2 separate regions of the Sus scrofa genome follow, and region 1 is linked to region 2. A link is a contact called in public HiChIP or PLAC-seq data. All regions are on one chromosome and are shown on one strand. Each heading gives the region's core, a stretch centred on a gene start, on an enhancer-like site or on the middle of the called end of the contact. The rest is flanking DNA. Distances are from core to core; before and after follow the strand shown. Region 1 overlaps RERE (arginine-glutamic acid dipeptide repeats protein). Region 2 overlaps RERE (arginine-glutamic acid dipeptide repeats protein).

Evidence for each region. HiChIP or PLAC-seq counts read pairs in DNA pulled down with a chosen protein or histone mark.
Region 1: an H3K27ac HiChIP or PLAC-seq map of skeletal muscle shows a contact between it and region 2. The contact joins two enhancer-like sites. A contact is called at or near these places in 3 of 47 Hi-C or Micro-C datasets (embryonic fibroblasts, fibroblasts and skeletal muscle) and 1 of 2 datasets of contacts at active chromatin or transcription factors (skeletal muscle).

Annotation. Positions count from the first base shown.
Region 1 is chr6:69,199,296-69,201,995 of Sscrofa11.1, forward strand. The region is part of intron 2 of RERE (arginine-glutamic acid dipeptide repeats protein); the gene reads right to left. Among named protein-coding and RNA genes, the nearest start is that of RERE, 58 kb to the right of the region's middle. Within about 2 kb of position 1,441, at least 4 of the 83 cell types and tissues checked have an H3K27ac peak or open chromatin away from gene starts, as enhancers often do. A contact at or near this core is called in skeletal muscle, where this site is marked.
Region 2 is chr6:69,134,639-69,137,444 of Sscrofa11.1, forward strand. All of the region lies in intron 4 of RERE (arginine-glutamic acid dipeptide repeats protein), which reads right to left. Among named protein-coding and RNA genes, the nearest start is that of RERE, 120 kb to the right of the region's middle. Within about 2 kb of position 1,478, at least 18 of the 83 cell types and tissues checked have an H3K27ac peak or open chromatin away from gene starts, as enhancers often do. A contact at or near this core is called in skeletal muscle, where this site is marked.

The DNA.
Region 1 (2,700 bases), core at 191-2,690, 65 kb after region 2:
CTGCAGCTCCAATTCAGCTCCTAGCTTGGAACCTCCATATGCTGTGGGTATGGTCCTAAAAGGCAAAAAGTAAAAAACAAAAGCATGATGTACATTGAGGTTTGTGTTAAAAGATCCCTTAACGATACATACCAAATATTATAGTCTAAATGTTGACGTTATAAACAAGACCAATCATAATTCAAAAACCCCTTTTTAGTGACTGTTAAAATTTGTCTGGGAGTTCCTGCTGTGGCTCAGCATGTTATGAACCCAACTAGTATCCATGAGGATGTGGGTTTGATCCGTGGCCTCACTCAGTGGGTTAAGAATCCGGCATTGCCAGGAGCTGCAGTGTAAGTCCAATGTGGCTCGGATCTGGTGCCGCTGTGGTGTAGGCCAGCAGCTATAGCTCCAATTCGACCCCTGGCCTGGGAACTTCCATATGCCACAGGTGTGGCCCTAAAATATGTGTGAGTATGTGTATGTGTGTGTGTGTGTACGGGTGAGTGTATAGTCTGATTTATAAAAGGGATAAGATTTGAGCCAAAAGGGATAAGTTGAGCCATGTCTTTTAATTTGTAACTTTAACAAACTGAATACCAATTTTTCAAACCAATGTAAATTTTCTAGATAGTCTTTTCTATGCATAAATATCAGCCTGAGGACCCTTCCCAACAAAGTCCTTACATCAACCACTCTGTACATGTGTTTACTGCCCAACTCCTAAAGGAGGCACAGCTGAGACATTCAAGACAGGCCACTCGAGAAACAGAGGGTAAACACTCGGGCATGTACTCGCCAGCCGTGCCAACTTGGGGAATGAATAACAAATCGCCTAGAATGTGTCAGAGACTTTTCTGGGTACATTGATAAGCTAACAGGGAAAAACACCCCTGTCCTTCTGGAGTGGACCAGCAAGGAAAAGACACAAGAGAAATAAATGGGAATGGCCGTATTTAAACCAGGTGCAAAACACCAAGGGATAAGAGACGCTGTAATTCTACCCCCTCTATCACACACCTCTTGCCTAGAAAAAGCTGCTTATGAACCAGCACAACCCGCACATTCCGCTGACGTAGTCCCTCTACTTACCTATCATATGCATAGCAAGCCCAACTATTTCTAAATGTCCATGTGCTATTCTAGTTCTCCCTGGATCTAGTGCCACAGTGTAAGTCTCCTGATGAAGCAGTATCCGCTGAGCACGTGTGGTTTTTCAGGCCATCTCCCATCCACTCCCCACCAAACAGCTCCCTAATTTCCCTGAAGGAAATGACTGCAGCCCCACCACGTGCAGTTGGCGGGGGGGGGGGGGCACACATCAAGAGCTCTGTCTTTTTTCATCCAAGACACAGACATGCAATTCAAGTATCACCAAGTGAATTGACTCTTCTGAGACTGTGACTTGAGCTGGAAGACAGCAAGACAGGAAAAGGCCAAAGGGTGACTATTCAGGTACCAGCACCCAGAGGGAGTCTGAGGAGTTTCTGCTGGCCCCAAACTGGAACCGCCCTCTGAGGCAGGACTGCACCCATTCTGTGAGTTACTCTATCAGCAAATTATTTTTGTGTGTGATGTAGCCAATGGTTCCCAGCTGACATTTGAAAAACTTTAACAAAATATGTTCACATGTATTGGATCACATAAACTATGTATTTTCCCTTCAGCTGCAAGGTAAGGTTTCAAATCCAGTAATCAACATTAGCCTAAATAGTCTGCAAAAACTTCTCCCCACTCAGCATACCCCCCTCAACTATTATGCATTTGCCTTTTTAGCAATGGGGGTGGGGGGGGGCGCGCACACATCCAAGAAATGCAGAAGTTCCTGGACCAGGGATTGAAATCACCCCACAGCAGTAACCAGAGCCACAGCAGTGACAATGCAAGATCCTTAACCTGGTGAGCCACAGGGAACTCCAACAATCAGGTGAGATAGATATATCTCTCTCTCTCAAGTGAAACATATACGAGTATGTATATATGTGCTATATGTGTATGTACACATGTATATACATACACATGCATACATGTGTGTGCATGTATGATGTGTATCAAGTATATTATATATATATATATCTCAAGTGAGTGATGGATAAACAATTTCTGGAAGCAGGCAAAATATAATTTAGGAGTAGAAGAAAGAAAAAGCAAATTATTCCATTTGCATTTTCTAAGGAATAGGCCTATCCAATTTTCATTCGACACAAGTGTGTTTATTATTTTAACTATCTTCAGCAGTTTTGCATGTATCCACCCACTCTTGGCTTTTTACCCAATTCTCCCAAGCCTGTGCCATCTTACAAACTGGCTGCATGGCCTCCGTTTCCCCATATGTATAACAGGGAAACGGTGACTCGTGGGTAGAGACAATTAGGACTGGAAAGTCTGTCTGGATTCAGGTACACAGGTCGCTCTGCAATGAGGCTCTTGAGAAGATCCAAATCTTTCCCAATCGACTGGCAGGAATTTAATTCTACAGCCATCTCTATTCTTCCTGAGAGACATACGCTGTGTTTCATACCAAAACCTCCTGCCATGAAAGAGTATCTCCTTCTCTCCCTTTTTTGGATCTGCCTAAATGCTGGTCTGCTGTAAACAAGTGACAGGTGTGCTGGGATGCGGGTTCCCAAGGTGGAGCTCTTGTTTTCTATTTGTGCATTAACCTGAAAGAGAGTGGGAAGCAGTGATCTAGATCAGTGAGTCTCAAGCTTTAATGGG
Region 2 (2,806 bases), core at 228-2,727:
GAAATGAGAAGGCTTAGTTAATCCCCAGATAATCGATCGGTGTATTCAGTCAAGTATGAGCTGGGCTGAGGAAATGCTGCTTTTAAAAAAAAGAAAGGAAGAAAATCAAAGAGCACATGACCAGGGCCACAGTTCATTTTAAAACAGATAATTTCTGACAAGCATATATCCCATCACATTCAAGCACTAATACAACTTATATAAATGTTAATATCATTTGAAGAAAAACCTTTTCTCCTTAAAATCCTTCATCCTCTATCCTTTTTCAGAAACGTTTTAATTTGGGGGTTTTGTTTTATTGTTTTAGTTTTGGTTCATCTGTTTGGGTTCTTTTCCCCCTAAATCTGCTTTACTGAGGATATAATTTACACACAGTAAAACTGTGTTTGACAAATGCGTTGTGTAACCACAACCACAATCAAGATGGGGAATATTCCATTACCACAAAAAGATTAACTTCCTTTTGAATTGATGCGTCCACTCTGCTGAAAAAGCTTTAGTGCCAGGGAACCTTAGAAAAATGTTCTACTCTCAATTCCTGCCTCCGTGTTAACACGCAGCGACGTTCGCATGGAGAAAAACAGCTCTGAGTCAGCTGTGGCCCTTCCTTCCCCCGGCTGAAGCTAAAGACCACGACGGAACACAGCCCCGTGTGCTTCCACATCGAATAATGAGCTCGTTCAAACTTTGCCACTGAGATTTTAAATCTTCCAAAATCCCAGAATATTATAGCAGTTACAGTTATAATAGCTATGGGAGTGAAAATTTTTTTGAATTAATTTTACACAGTACAATCTCCTCAAATCATGTAACCAGTTTTCAATGAGCTTCTACCAGGTCTCAGACCACTGTTCTGGAAAAGATACTGAGGATTCAGGAGAGAAGAAAGTCCCAGGGTTGGCAGAGCTAACAGCCCACGGAAGGACAAATCCTCTGCCAATCTCTCCGTCCTTCAGAAAGGAAAAGAGGTTAGGTGCTTACAAAAAAAGCCACTAGCCATGAAAATTGCCACTTAGTAATCATATAATCCTAGTAACATTTCTTCTACTTTATTCAGTCTCTCTGGATATTGTTTTCCTTAAAAATATCTGTCTTCTCAAAAAGTCCTGAGGGTGGCAAGAAAAAGCTACTATGAATGCCTGCTTCACACAGAGAAGGGGGCTGAAAACCCTGGTAAACCCATACCCCACTTGCTCCGTCCAGTGTGGCGTGGAGATGGGCACGCGCCATCAGCCTCCACACGGCGGCCCCTGAGCAGAGCTGGGCGTGGAGACCCGGAGCGGAGCGAGGCACCCCGTGCTCCAGGAAACCAGAGGGCAGCTCCTCAAAGAGCGAGCTATTTTCAGGGGCCCGATTCCTGCATCTCCTCATCTCTAGAAAAACACGAAAATCCTTCATGGTGACGTCTGCTCCTTGTGACTGGTAGTAACTCAGGTGGAAATTAAAGGAAGGCCTAAGAAAGAATAACCCCGCATGACTCACTGACCCAGTGGACCCGGACCTGCCGTCTCCACTGAATCGCACCTCCACAGGCGAAGCAACCAAGACCAGGAAGCGGCTGACTTTCCAAGGACAAACAAAGCTCAATTTTTATGCCATGATCTCGACTGCCACCCTGGACCTACAGAACGCAGCACATGACCCCAGCCTGATGCTCTCCCAGTGGCAGGGCGGAGGAGACTCTGTGAATCTCCTGCCCAGGGCTCCCGGCCACTCTGCTAGTCAATAAATCCTGCTTGAGATCTCACTGCTCTGCTCAACTGTCTGACTGTCCCAGGCGCCCTAACTGTAACCTTCATGAGACCAGCAAGAAACTTTGCCAACAGTGTGCCTGGCTGCACGCACCTCCTCTCATCTTAATAATTCCCCTGCCTCTCTGGGCAGTATTTCAGTCATCTGCGAAACACAGCCACCTCCAAGGGTGAGCCGGGGCGCCCAGAGGGCTGTGAAAACTCAGGATCCTGGCCCCAGTAGCGGAGGTGCACATCAAAGGAATGGTGTGGGGGAGCCCAGGCCTCTTTTGGTCCTGCTCCCTGTCCTTTGCTGCAAAAACTCCAAGACATCCTAGCTCCCACCTCACCTCCCCACAGTGGTTTTTCAGGGCTACCTGAGATGCTGTCTCCAGGACTTAAATCCTAATTTTGCCCCAAATAAACTTAACTCTCAACTTCAGGTTGTGCCTTTTTTTTTTTTTTTTTTTTTTTTAAGCCTACAACAGGAACAACACAGAAACCTCAGTCTCTATCTCATGAAAACTCTGGAAGGTTGTCTTTTATAGAATTTATTACGAAAAATGTCACGGGCACACAGGTATAAAAATAACACAACCAAGAACCAAACATGTTTTAAGAAATAAAGCATGACCAAACCTGAAGAAGCTTCTCCTTTTAGACAGGTCTTTCTTACTCCCCCAGAGGTAACCACTTTTTGGGGGGCGGGGAGAGGGGGGCCTGAGGCATGTAGAAGTTCCTGGGCCAGGAATCAGACACACATCGCAGCAGTAACCAGAGCCACAGCAGTGACAATGGACACCAGATTCTTAAAACTGACAGGCCCGCCACAAGGGAACAGAGTAACCACTGCCTTGAATTACTGGTGCTCGTTACCATGCAGTCCTTCACGCGGCTTTTTCCTGCAGTGTACGTGTAACTAAAACTCTATACGGTACTGTTTCACGGTTTTTACACTTTACATAAATGATACCATCATCTGATTTCCTCTGCAGTCTGCTCTGCCTTCTCAGCATTGTGCTTGTGTGACTCACCTAGGCCCTAGTTCATTCGCTTTACATGATACATATTACCTC